Linked DNA regions of Mus musculus: regions 1 and 2 are each linked to region 3. The links are chromatin contacts, called in public ChIA-PET and HiChIP or PLAC-seq maps. All regions are on one chromosome and are shown on one strand. The core of a region is the stretch at or near the end of the contact, and the rest is flanking DNA. Distances in the headings are between cores, read along the strand shown.

What was found. ChIA-PET counts read pairs in DNA pulled down with a chosen protein or histone mark. HiChIP or PLAC-seq counts read pairs in DNA pulled down with a chosen protein or histone mark.
Region 1: an H3K27ac HiChIP or PLAC-seq map of acute myeloid leukemia shows a contact between it and region 3, with 2.5 times the contacts expected there. The contact joins two enhancer-like sites. A contact is called at or near these places in 15 of 484 Hi-C or Micro-C datasets (CD4 T cells, CD8 T cells, ECoMG-derived neutrophils and 9 more), 8 of 115 datasets of contacts at active chromatin or transcription factors (acute myeloid leukemia, bone marrow-derived dendritic cells, bone marrow-derived macrophages and 4 more) and 5 of 9 other capture datasets (adipose tissue, embryonic stem cells, liver and 2 more).
Region 2: a contact with region 3 is called in an RNA polymerase II ChIA-PET map of effector CD8 T cells, with 5 read pairs. The contact joins two enhancer-like sites. A contact is called at or near these places in 10 of 484 Hi-C or Micro-C datasets (CD4 T cells, the MNK3 cell line, brown adipocytes and 6 more) and 2 of 115 datasets of contacts at active chromatin or transcription factors (effector CD8 T cells and embryonic stem cells).

What each region holds. Positions count from the first base shown.
Region 1 is chr8:117,343,052-117,347,257 of GRCm38.p6, forward strand. The region is part of intron 1 of Cmip (c-Maf inducing protein); the gene reads left to right. Among named protein-coding and RNA genes, the nearest start is that of Gm51554, 30 kb to the left of the region's middle. Within about 2 kb of position 2,055, at least 38 of the 459 cell types and tissues checked have an H3K27ac peak or open chromatin away from gene starts, as enhancers often do. A contact at or near this core is called in CD8 T cells, ECoMG-derived neutrophils and acute myeloid leukemia, where this site is marked.
Region 2 is chr8:117,119,905-117,124,462 of GRCm38.p6, forward strand. All of the region lies in intron 7 of Bco1 (beta-carotene oxygenase 1), which reads left to right. Among named protein-coding and RNA genes, the nearest start is that of Bco1, 26 kb to the left of the region's middle. Within about 2 kb of position 1,772, at least 109 of the 459 cell types and tissues checked have an H3K27ac peak or open chromatin away from gene starts, as enhancers often do. A contact at or near this core is called in effector CD8 T cells, where this site is marked.
Region 3 is chr8:117,222,013-117,226,427 of GRCm38.p6, forward strand. No RefSeq gene overlaps it. Among named protein-coding and RNA genes, the nearest start is that of Cmip, 33 kb to the right of the region's middle. Within about 2 kb of position 2,804, at least 169 of the 459 cell types and tissues checked have an H3K27ac peak or open chromatin away from gene starts, as enhancers often do. A contact at or near this core is called in CD8 T cells, ECoMG-derived neutrophils, acute myeloid leukemia and 1 more, where this site is marked.

The sequences.
Region 1 (4,206 bases), core at 805-3,304, 120 kb after region 3:
GAAGATCCTGGAGGGGTGGGGTGGGGGTGGGGGTGAGATTTTGACTCCTGCCACCTTGTTGTGACCCCTCGAGTCTCCTCAGTGACATTCCATCTCCACTTCTGCTTTCTTCCTAAAGAGGAAGCAGGCTTGGCTCTTACCACTAGTATAGCCCACACTGACCGGAAGGCACCTTCCCATCTTAGCGGAATGCGGCTACTTTAAGGAGCTTTTAAATCGCACCCACCCAGCACAAGAACAGTGTAAACAAGCCTCAGTCAGGGAATCCATTTCTCCTTTCATGTAGTCCTAGGTTCCCTGGATTGGTCCTGGGTAGAATTAAGTACCGGCCTCGGCAGGGTCAGCTGCCCCCACCCAGTCATCGTATTCTTTGGACTCATTGGTTGCTCTGTCCCGGCACAATCAATCCGGATTTACAGAGGACGGGCTCCTGAATCTGTGTGAGTGTCTTTTACACGAGAGAAGGAAGTTGGTTCTTAAGTGGCACCAGGGGTGAGAAGTCACAGGCGTGGAAAAGGAGGGGTTCTTATAGCCGAGTCTCTGCAGCGCTGTGTGAGGTGATGCTGGCGTGTGAGGGCTTTCAGAGATGACAAGGTGCTGCTTGAGCTCTGGGCGTGTGCCTTGAGCGTGTGAGCCCTACTTGTTGGTGAGCAGAGCATTTCCAGGCGCTGTGAGTGTCCCCACACCACTTCTGCTTTGTCATGGCTTGGATCCCGGAAGCCCCTGTTTCTGCTCTGGGTGCAGTACAGGCTGCCAGGCCTCTGCAAAGGAATCTTTGCTCACATGTAAACATGAGTTCAGGTGAATGAAGCTGTGTATTTGTGTGCGTGTGTATACACACATACATTTATAATACACACGGGAGTGTGCGATATACACTTATATTTAAATGTGGAACATTGTATATGTGCGTCCAAACTGAATATGCACAGAGGGTGTGGACATGTTTACATGAGTGCTCATGTATGTATATATGTTTAGGGGTGTGGATACAGGCACACAAACACGTGCATGTTTTGTGTTTGTAGGGGTGTGGTGTGTATACACTGATACATGTGTGTTGCATATTGATGTGTAGGGTGTTCTGTGTATGCCTGTGAATATGTGGGTGGAGGGGTTTTGTATGCTCATGTGTGAATGTGTATGTAGATGGGGTATGGGTGAATGTTTGTGGAGGAACATATGAATGTGTATGATGTATGCATGTGCTGTGGTGAATATGTGTGCCTTCTATGTGCCATATATGAATGCGTGCTATGTGTAAATATGTGTGTGTCACATGTCTGTGTGTGTGAACATGTGTCATGTGTGAATGTGTGTCCCAGGTTGTACTCCTGATCCCTGGCATGGGTAATTTCCATGTGGCATTTTACTCTTCAGAGTCTTTGCAAGACAGAGGCCAACTCCCGAGTTTTCCAGGTAGCCAATCCAAGTGTGACTCATCAGGCTTTGCATTCTCTATGCCGACTGACACTGACCAACGCCCCTTGGCTCCCTAGGCCTTCCTTAGACAGCGTTTTACTGGCACCTGAAGAGCCCTCCTCTTGCACACTCCTAGACCTCTGCAGGATCAGGCCACAGACAACAATCCCTTCTTTTTCCTGTGTCCTGTCTGAGGCCTCCCCACCCAGCTCCTTGCCTCTCTCATCCTGGAAGACAGTGGTCCCCACTGTGTGACCTCACACACCCATCATCCCTGTATTGTGCAAAGCAGTGAGGGCTCACCTGTCTGACGAGAACACGGGACAGGGCTCCAGCCAGGCAAAACAGAGAGTTGGAAGGTAGGGCTCTATCATACACCTGGCTGATCAGTTTCTGTTTACCCCACCATCACCACCACCATGCCCCTGCTATCCTTGGAATTGTTTCTCTGTGAAGGTTGCTTGTGAACCCACAAGGGACATGATTGTTAACCCCACATGACAGGAGATCTCTGAACAGACTTACAAGTTGTGGTTACAGTCTGGGTGTCAGTTGAATGAGAGTGCACAGGGTCCCTACACGCCGGTGAGAGAACTTCTAAATTTGTCTCAGACAGAGTCACACCCTCACCGGAGGCAGAACTTAGGGAACGCAGGAGAATCCAGCGTGACCTACATTGGCAGGAAATGGGACGAGGAGGGTGGGTGGGTGGGTGGGTGGGACGTGGCGATGCTCACGGTGAGTAAAGGCATCGGGGGAACATCCCAGCCAACAGTCAGGGATGAAAAGCATTCAGTTTGGTTTATAAAAGACTCCCCGTTCATCCCTTGCAACTTACATATATTTTGTAAACTCCTGTAGGGGACTCTATTGACTAAGCCATAGGCAAGGAGCTAGAGCTCTGGGGAAGAGGAAGAAGGGGCCAAAGTCTGGTTCTCTGAGTGACGAGAAAGCAGACTTACCCTCCATTTTCCTCTGTGACTCTGGTGGTGGTGGCGGCGGTGGTGCTGCTGGTGTTGGTATGGTGGTAGTGTGTCTGGGGTTGGGGAGGACCGCAGGACAGGGTGCTTGGCTCACACTGGTGCAGATGGCGATAGTTGGTTGCAGGGTACACTGTCCCCTTCGCGAGGGGACGAGAGGATGTGGTCAAGGGTGGTTGTGCTCCTGAGCTTGCTGAGGAAGAGACAGTATCTGAGTCACAAGTTGTTCGCTGGTCCCTGTCTTCCTTTCTATGGCTGATGTTTACAGGACAGGACAGCACAGAACGGAATAAAAGCCCTGTGCATCCAGCCCTCGGAGTGTTTTCAGACCAAAAAGAGACGGAGACTGTGACTGCCACCCAGTGATCCAGGACGACGGTCAGTAGGTGGTCAAGCACAAGTTCTGTTGCCAATCCTGTACCCACCTGCCCTGCCCAGTCCTGTAACCATGGGGCATGGTGAGGCAGGGCACACAATAAGTCTGCCCGTGTAATTAGAGAAAAACAGAAGTCGAAGGTGCAGCCCAGACTCATAAGCCTCCTTTCCAGGGCTCCAAGCTCCCTATAGCTGCTGGAAGTCAGTCAGATTGCACCATGTGGCCGCAAGCACCCCACTGTGGCAGAGTTCTGCTTTACAGTGCGGACCTGGTACCAGGCTGCAAAGGCCCGTTTGGTAGGGGCACTTACGGTCATGTGGGGTTGGGTCAAGTCCGGCACCTGTCCCTTCATACTGTAGAAGGAAGGCCAAGGCCAGTGCCGAGCCTCGAGAGGCAGAGAGGATGCAGAATGGCTGGCTCAGGTAGGTAGACTGCTTCCTGGGCCCAGGGAAGAACTGTGTGGTAAGGCCTAAGCTCTGGAAAGATCTGGAGAGACAGGGAGGGGTGTGTGGTTGGATTGCAGTTCTGGGGCAGACAGTATGGGCTATACGCAGTTTGGTACAAATGAGGTGGCAGGAACTGTAAATCTTGAAAGGGAAAGACACCTGCCTCCCCTGCTCCTGCCGAATCCTGGCCTGATGGCCTTTGGGAGCCATCTCTAAGCACCCTGGTTTGCTAGGTAGAGAGGGTCCCCATGGCCAGAAACAGTAGCTTATAGAATAGCAAGGCTAGGCATCACTCTAAGAAGAAAAAGTTGGGCTTTGGGAGCACTTCATTTGAAGCAGGAGAAGAAGAAAGAAAAAGGAGGTAGTCTCCAGGGCCTAAAGCCTCAAGTCTGTCCATTTGAGGCCCAAGAAACCAAACCAGGATGGATGGCAGGTAGGGACAGGTTGTAGAACGTAGGGACATAGCATCTACATGGGCCTTCAGATCCCAGGCCCTCTTGTACATCAAGGCCAGGTGTCCTGGGAGGAAGGAACAGACCTGGAGCTCTGCTGTGCCCTCACTGTCACCTGAGTGTTGTGACTCTGATGCCAGCCTCTTCTGCAGCCCTGACATTGTGAGATGACCCCAGCATCATTCTTGAGTGAGAGAGCATGGGGGTTGTGTGGGTATGAGTGTACCTGTGTGTACATGCAGGAGGAGGTTAGGATTTTTTTTTTTTTTGTCCTGGAACTTGTTGAGTAGGCTAGTCTGGCTGGCCTTTAAGTCCAAGGGATTGTGCCTGTTCCTGCTTTCCCCAAGTGCTGGATTGTAAGTGCACACTACCACACCCGACTGGGAGCAAGATTCGAACTCGGGTCCTCATGCTTGCCTAACAGATCTTACCTTAATGAGCCCTCAAGGGTCCCGCAGGTGTCTGAGCTTACCAGTCTTCGGTGAGATTTGATCCAGGCCCGTTGCTTGGGCTTGTATGCTTATCCACTA
Region 2 (4,558 bases), core at 522-3,021, 100 kb before region 3:
GTCCTCATAGCCTGCTTCCTTCCTTTCTTCCTCCCTCCCTCCCTCCCTCCCTCCCTCCCTCCCTCCCTCCCTCCTTCCCTCCCTCCCCCCCTCTTTCCTTCTCTGTTTTTTGCCTTAAGATTTATTTATTCATGAATTTATGCATAAAAGTGCTGCGTCTAAACATGTACCTGCTTGCCAGAAGAGGGAATCCCATTACAGACGGTTGTGAGCCACTGTGTAGTTTCTGGGATTTGAACTCAGGACCTCTGGAAGATCAGCCAGTGCTCTTAAAAGCTAAGCCATCTCTCCAGCCCCCTAGTCGGCTTCCTTATAGAACTCAGGCCACCAGCCCCAAGGTGGCACCACCCTCAGTGGTCTGGGCCCTCCCCCATCAATCACTGATTAAGAACATGCCCTACAGCCTGCTCTTCGGAAGCATTTTCTCAATTGAGGTTTCCCTTCTTTCAGACGACTCTCGTTTATCAGATGACGCTGGTTTGTATCGAGTCGATATAAAACTAGCCAGCGCAGGGGTATACGTCGGGGGGAGAAAGGGTGCTTAGTACATTGAGACTCAGGGTTTAATCCCTAATATGACCTTGAGGAAAGAAAGGGGTCAACCAGTTGGTCATGTTGGCATATGCCAACAATCCCAGCACTCAGGAGACTAAGGCAAGAGAAAGGCAAGTAACAGCTAGGTTGGTGGGAGGCCTAGTGAGACCTTAACTGTCATCTTTCTTGTTGTTGTTGTTTTAATTGTTAAAAAAAAAAAAGGAAGAAAGAAAGGGAGGGAGGAGCTGAAAAGGTAGCCCAGCAGTTAAAAGCACTGGCTGCTCTTCCAAAGGACCCAGGTTCAATTCCCAGCACCCACACGGCAGCTCACTACCGTGTATAACTCCAGTTCCAGGAGTCTGGCGCATTCAAAACATACATGCAGGCAAAACACAAAGGCACATAAAATAAAAAGTAAGTAAATCTTTGTTTAAAAAAAAAAAGAAATAAAGGATGAAAAGGAAAGGAAAGGGGAAAGGGGGGAAAAGGGGGAAAGGGGGAGGGGGAAAGGGGAAGGGAAAGAAGGGAAGGAAAGGACGGAGGCAAGCTGGTCTCATTGTGCCAGCCTTTAATCCCAACTGCTCAGGAGGCTGAAGCAGGAAGATCTGAATATTTTAAGGCCAACCTGGCAACGTAGTGACACCCTGCCTCAAGATAAAAATAAAATCTAGAAGCCAGGACAGGACTACAGGATAGTTCAATGATATTATGTTTGCGTTAGCAAACAGGAGGCCCAGCGCCCTAGGCTCAATTGTTTCAGTTTTACTGAAAATACTGGGATGTGGGGGACTGAAAGGACTTAAGCATTAGCTTCCCACCATCATGAGGGTGACTATGTGATAGCGACACTACTCCGTAAAATCACCTGAGTCCTGGCCTCTGCACCCCTTGTCCTGGCAAAGCCCCACAGTGCAGCACTGGGGAGTGTCTTCTGGTCTAAGAAGGAGAGGGTGTCACAGAGCACTCAAGGCATGAGTCACAAGCCCAGAGCTGATGCAGGAAGAGGGACAGGCTCCCTCCCTGCCCCCGCTTAAGGGTTTACACCCTTTGATCACATGGGGGAAAGGCTACTTCCTCAAACCCAAGCTTGAACGGGTTGTCTGTGTGTCTTTAAAAGCCACCTTGTAACCGCCAGGTGCTTTGAAATTAGCAAAGGCGAGTGAACCCTTGGATGGGCGGTTCTGGCCACGCTGCTTAATTGTTGTTTATTGTCCCTTAAAGATGGCTTCTTTGCTTTCAAGTCACTCAGCTGCCTGAATGTATACAGATGGGTAGGTGGACACGGTCACACACACCCTGCACCAAGGGCCCAGCTCCCTCCTAGCCAGGAAAGTTCTCCCTTCTCAAATGCCCTGTACTCAGGGACATTTGCCTATCAATGTCCCCTCTGCCTGTCTCAGTGTCCCATTCTGGAGTCCTGTGTCATCTGCAGCACTCCCTGGAAGCAGAGCATCCTGAGTGACTGTAATGCATGCTGAGAGCCTCTCTGGGCTTAGAAAGGTCTCCATTTTCAGGTCTCTGTGCCTCCCTCCCTCCCCTGTCAGGGGAGTGTGTACACTGTGGCACCCTCTAGGGTGACACACACCTCCAGCATGACAAGGTTCTTTAATCCCCTCTTGCTGCTGAGACATAGGCTCCTAGAAGGCAGGGACACTGTCTTGAGGCAGGTCATCCTTGTAACTAAAAACCCTTGGGGGCTGGAGAGATGGCTCAGCAGCTCAGAGATGGCACTGACTGCTCTTCCAGAGGTCCTGAGTTCAATTCCCAGCAACCACATGGTGGTTCACAACCATCCATAATGAGATCTGATGCCCTCTTCTGGTGTGTCAGCTATAGTATACTTACATATAATAAATAAATAAATATTTTTTTAAAAAAGAAACAAAAACAGAAAAACCCCTCTTAAATGTGGGAATGAATGCATGCATGCATGCATGAATGAATGAATGAATGAATGAATGAACCGTGAAGTGAAGTCTCTAAGAGGGCACAGCTCTCCTGTTAGCATTTATACCATGTCCTGGGGAACAGTGCTTTATAGCTAGAGCAGATGGTGGGAGGTCTAGGACCTCATGATTACCTATGATGCTCAGCCAGCTGGGGTCAAACGGAGGCAGAGTGGAAGGGCCCCCGAATACCCCAGCTGTTTATGTAGTGCTGCGGGTACCTGAGGTGGAGCTCTGCAGGGGTGGAGGAGTGGCAGGGAGGAACCTAGGCATGTCCAGACAGTGGGGCAGCTGCCCTGCCCTCGTCCTGAAGGGCGCCACGGCATGTAAGAGATGGGTTTGTGAGAATTCGTTGTCATGGTTCACAGTCTGTCACGGGAGGAGGCATGCTAGAGCTACGTGAGGTGGCTTTGGATCCTGGACTAGCAGATTTGGGGTTTGTCTCCAAAGACAGACATGAATACACGATAAGATGAAGTAGTATCCACGGAGGTGTGCTGAGAACTAGGCCCTGTATTAAATGTCTTTTCTGCTCTGAGACTTTGGCAATAGGATCCCATTCTCTGAGACTGTCACTGTAGAGGCCTCTATCTGTCCCTTCTGTCTCCAGTGTGGCCCCTTCTCCACGAGATGAGAAGTTTGAAGGGCCAAGAGGTCATGCCTACTAAGAAAGGCATCTCTCCATCACACCTACCCATACTTCGGATAATCGGGATTCCAACCTGTTTGAGAGACTGCCTCTGTCCCACTAAGAGCAGTGGGTATGGCCAGTGTGTCCGTGAGGTATCTGGGACTGACTGGGACTTGGGGTGCTGGGTGGGGCATCTGTGTAGCTCCAGGTTGAGCCTAGAGTGAGAAGTGTTCACTGGCCATTTTGTCTGGCTGAGAACTAAGGAGACTTTCCGATCCATACTCCTTCCGGGTCCCCCTTTGAGACAGAACCTGCTCTGCTGCTAGAATGTTCTCCCTGTCCATCACAGTAGCTGCCAACGAGAATGTGGCGGTAAAGCATGGGAGATGTGACTTCTTCAGGGCCCATGGGAATTTCAATCTCACTTCATCCTTTTTTAAAAGTCTCAGTATCCACACACGTCTCTTGTCTGTGTCTCAGCCTCCTTTAATGAGGGACAGAACAAGGCCAATCTTTAAAGACCCCAGCAATCCAACTACAGAAACACAATAAATTTTCTCTTCTTTCCAGAAAAGAAAAAAGAGGAGCTGCTATCATTAAAATAGGTTGGCTTTAGTTCTAGTGTTTGGCTAGAGCAGTTCCAGATGATAAAAGCCCTTGTATCTGGGTAGGAGAGCGATTTGGTGTACTTAATTAGCCTGCTGCATTTGGGCATAGGGCCCGTGGGCCTCAACTCGGGCTATTTGCTCCAGGCCCTGCAGAGTTTTAAGAACTGTTAACTGTTTTTGCCGGTTCACATTGCAACCCTCTGAGTTATTCTTTATCCCAGAGTTTCCAGTTAAGAGGGAAAGTAGCTTGCCCAACATCAAAGAGTCACCATTGGGATTAGGGCAGGATTTGAATCCGTGTCTGTTCACAATGATACCTCTGACCCGGCCCCAGATGCTTATATAACCATAACTTTCCAAGATCGGGCAGACTCCACTATGCTTCACCCATTACCCCATTTACAGACAGGGAGGCCAACCCAGTGGGGTCAAAGATCTTTTCAAACTCACATAGCAAGTTCTGAATTCTGGTTCCAAGCAGAAGCTGGTATTTCCTTGGCAGCAGATGGGCAGCTACCCAAGCTCTCTGCTTACCCCTGGAAGTTCCCTCGGGCACCAGGACTGCAGAGCAAGACTGTGGGATTTTATTTTTATTTTCATTTTTTTGTTTGAATTCTGGCCGGTTTCTTTTCAATGCTGAGCAGGGTTTGGCTGCTAAAAGCAGCCGAGTCATGTTAGGTTACTGCTGTGTGTGGAAAATTAAAAGTTTATCCCTTAACCAGTCTGACCAGTTTCAGGCTGGAGCTAAAAGAGTGTCTTGTCGACCAACTCCCTGCGGATCAAGGCTGGACATGCCTTGGGTGGGGAGGGGGCGGTACCCAGCAAGGCACATGGGTACA
Region 3 (4,415 bases), core at 1,554-4,053:
GATGTTACAGAAGAGGCCAAGAGCTAGCCCTCTCTGGTGTTGCTCTACCAGTGAGCTACATCCTTTCGTTTCTTAGTGATTTATAGACTTTTAATTCATGCATAGGAGTGCCTGCATGATGTCTGTGGATGTCTGTGTGCCAAGCGTATGCATGGGACTCACAGAGGCCATCATTATACCCTGGGTGGTTATAAGTCGTCATGTGGGTGCTGGAAAGTGAACCTGGACTCTGTGCAAGAGCAGCCAGTACTCTTAACTCCACCTCCCAGACCCTTGACTCTTTTGTGTTTGAGAGTGTACCAGGGTTTGGGAACACCCTCAGATATCTCATATTCATTGTTGTTGCTGTTGGTGGTAGTGTTATTCTTGATACAATGTTTCCTCTGGCCCTGAACTTGTTATTCTTTTTTTTTTTTTTTTTTTTTTGGTCCTGGCTGGCCTGGAACTCACTCTGTAGACCACGCTGGCCTCGAACTCTTTACACCTGCCTCTGCCTCCCGAGTGCTGGGATTAAAGGCCTGCACCACCACGCCCGGCTATTGAATTTGTTATTCTTGATACAATGTTTCTCTCTGGCCCTGAACCTGCCAAGCATCTTTGGGTGGCTGCCAACTTGAGTCCACTGTCTTTGCCTCCACAATGCTAGGATTCCTAGTGTTGACCACGTGCCTAACTTTGTAAAGTGGGTTCTGAAGATGGGTCCCAGGCCCTCCTGTTTTCTTTTCTTCTTCTTCTTCTTCTTCTTCTTCTTCTTCTTCTTCTTCTTCTTCTTCTTCTTCTTCTTCTTCTTCTTCTTCTTCTTCTTCTTCTTCTTCTTCTTCTTCTTTCTTTTTAAACATTTCATAAATTTCTTTTATTTTCTAAATGTTTATGTATTTATTTATTTTAAGATTTATTTATTTTATGTATATGGGTGTTGTGGTAAATTTTCAACCCAAATATGCCCTGGCAATGAAAGCATAACTCAATTAATATGAATACACGCTGTGGCATTGGGCAGAACTACCGCTACACTACCACCTTCCACATCTGTGAGACCCCTTAGAACTTGTGGTTTCTCCAGGCCATGCGCTTCTGCTCCGCTTTTCTTCTTCCTCCTCGGTGTCTTCTCCCTCTTCCATTTTTTCCTTCTTCCCTCTCTCCATCTTCAGCTCCACCTTCCCTTTTATCTGCCCAATCATCAGCTCTCCTTTATTTTAAAAATTAAGGGGGGTAGCAGGTTTACAGGAAATCACCTGAGTGCTGACTCATTCTTTGTTCAAAACCACTCACAGGAGAACGGAATTAACATCAAATATAATTAGCCCCAGAACTATCCACAACATATGGATACACTGTAACTGTACAGATGGTTGTGAGTCTTCATGTGGTTGTTGGGGATTGAATTTTAGGACCTCTGCTTGCTCTGGTGGCCCCGCTTGCTCTGGCCAACCCCACTCACTCCAGCCCAAAGATTTATTATTATAATTAAGTACACTGCAGCTGTCTTCAGACACACCAGAAGAGTGCATCAGATCTCATTGCGGGCGGTTGTGATCCACCATGTAGTTGCTGGAATTTGAACTCAGGACCTTCAGAAGAGCAATCAGTGCTCTTACCCACTAAGCCATCTCGCCAGCCCCTCCACCTGTTTTCAAGGCAAACACATTAGTAATGGAGCCATCTTCTGAGCTGCATCTGGCCTTCCTGAGCACACGGGCAGACTCCCTCAGTCTCCTTCCATCCCATGCATCACCTGGTTCATTCCAGGAAACATGGGGGACGTCACCTATGCAAGTGCATCCCATGGGGCTTTTGGGAACTTGGAGTAGGTGTATCAGACCCTCTGCCTTATGCACCAGCCCTTTATTGGAGCCTATCACACTAAGTACAACCAGTCTGGGGTGTCCCTGGCAAGTGGAGAAGGCCGCTCTGCACCAGAGCCCACACAGGACTTTTTCTCTGTTTCCACAGGGCCCCTGAGCACTAGGCAGGGCCTGAGTAGTCAGGGCTCAGTAGAGGGCCCACTCAGGAAAATAGACAGACCAACAGCCTCCAAGTGTAATGTGCTCAGGCTAAAAGCTCCAAGGACTTGTGGTTACTGCTGTCCTTCAAAATCCCCTGACATCTGTAATGGCAACTGTGGGCTCAGGACACAAGACTTTGTCTCCGGCTGGGGGCTGGCCTCAGTTTTCTTATCTGAATAATGGGCTTGATGATAATCCAGTCCCCGGGATACATTGTAACTCTCACTGAGAGACAGCTGTTGGGTGGGTGTTATTCTGTCCATGTAAACAAGATCAAAAGAAGAACCCTTGAGAGCTCTTAGTTTTTATTTGGTTTGAGGCTGAGTCTCACATAGCCCAGGTTGATTTCAAACTTACTAAGTAGTGGCCTTGACCTTGAAATTATGTTTCTTCTGCACCCACCATCTCAGTGTTGGGCCTCTAGGTGTATGTGCCCACTATAGTCCAGGCAGAGCTGTGGATGGAAACTTTCGCATGCAAGGTGAGCCCTCTACCAACTAAGCTACATTCTCAGATCAAGAACAGTACTTTTCCCCAAAAATACTTTTAATATTATGGGGATTTTGTGGGCTAGGGTGAATCCTTCACATCTTCTCTCCATGACCAGTTTCCTTGTCTTTGTTATCATAGGGCTACAAACTTCCAAATACTTTCTCATTCCTGGTTTAGTCTTCTGGCATCCAAGTGCAGTGGTAGAAATGGCCAGCAGAGGGCGTCGAAACCCACGAGGATTCAGCCTCTAGGCTCTCGGAGTGGTAGCCTGGAACCCGGAAGCAGGAAGAGAGCTCTAGCTGCCTGTCACCTGTGCCCTCCTAGCCAAGTTCAGTACAGAACCCTAGTACCCTGGGGACTTTGTTGCTGACGCAGAGGCAGAATTGGAAGTCCCTGCACCTTTCCCGATCCTGACCCAAAGTGGTCCCCGACTTCTGGAGATCTGATTGGCTCATACCCTGCCTCAGGGTAGCCATGACCACTGTGAAGGAAAATTGCTGGGAGGGAACTGCGTCTATAAATATTGATTGATCGATAAGGACTTCTGTGATGGGAGAGGTTGGAATGTTGCAGGTCCAGAGCCAGATTATCTTGGACCATCTTTAGCCAGTCGTAGCCATTTTTTTGCCCTCCTCTGTGTGTGACCTAACATCCTTCTGGTTATTAGTTAAGTTGTTTGGAATGCATAGAGACCCCCTCGCTCCTGACAACCCCAAAGCTAAGGATGTGGTCAGATAATATCTGGTGCCTCTTATAGACATGTCTCTGCGTTGCTGGGACCCACTTAACCTGGTGTCTCCACCAAAGTATTTAAAACACATTTATCTATGATTCTCCTAGTCCAGTTCCTATTAATAGTTTCATAAAACAGTTACTACACTGGAAAATGGAACTTGGGTACCTTGAATCTGCAGTGCATGGTCACTTAAATTTTTTTTCCCCCAGAAACAGTCTTTCATTCCTTTTAAAGTGAAAGCTGAATTTTTTGCATCAACACTACACAGTAGATGTTCTTTAAAAATTTTTTTTTAGATTTATGTATTTAATTTTATTTTTATTTTTTATTAGATATTTTCTCAATTTACATATCAAATGTTATCCCCTTTCCTGGTTTCCCCTCCTAAAACCCCCTATCCCCTCCCCCTGCTCACCAACCCACCCACTCCTGCTTCCTGGCCCAGGCATTCCCCTACACTGGGGCATAGAACCTTCACAGGACCAAGGGCCTCTCCTCCCATTGATGACTGACTAGGCATCCTTTGCTACATATGCAGCTGAAGCCATGAGTCCCACCATGTGTGCTCTTTGGTTGGTGGTTTAGTCCCTGGGAGTTCTGGGGGAACTGGTTAGTTCATATTGTTGTTCCTCCAGATTTATTTATTTATTTTATTTTAAGTATATGAACCTCTGGCTGGAGAGATGGCTCAGTCGTTACGAGCACTGGTTGCTCTTTCCAAATGTCTTTAGTTCAATTCCCAGCAACCACATTCTGGCTTACAACCATCTATAATGGGTCCCTGAGAGGACTACACACCTAAGTGTATATATGTGCACTGCATGGCACTGCACGTGTGAGTTGTACCTGTGGATCCCCTGGAACTGACGTCATCGATGGTTACAAGAGGAATAGACACAGGTCCTCTGTAAGAGCAAGTGCTCTTAATCATGATGTCCCACCTCCCTCCCCACCTCCGCCTCAGTGAACATTCTTGGCTGTGTCCAGCCAGTCAGTATCATCTGGTATCATCTGAGGATGACTTGCAACATCCTCAGGTTTGAATCTGAAGTAGAGACAGAGCAGTAAGACCCGAGAGTCCTGGTGTTATAAGAAGTCCAGACCCAGTGCAGTGGGACGAGGTACGACCTCTCTGTGGTGGAGCTGGGTGGGCAGGTCTGCGATGCTTCCACAAGCTCTAG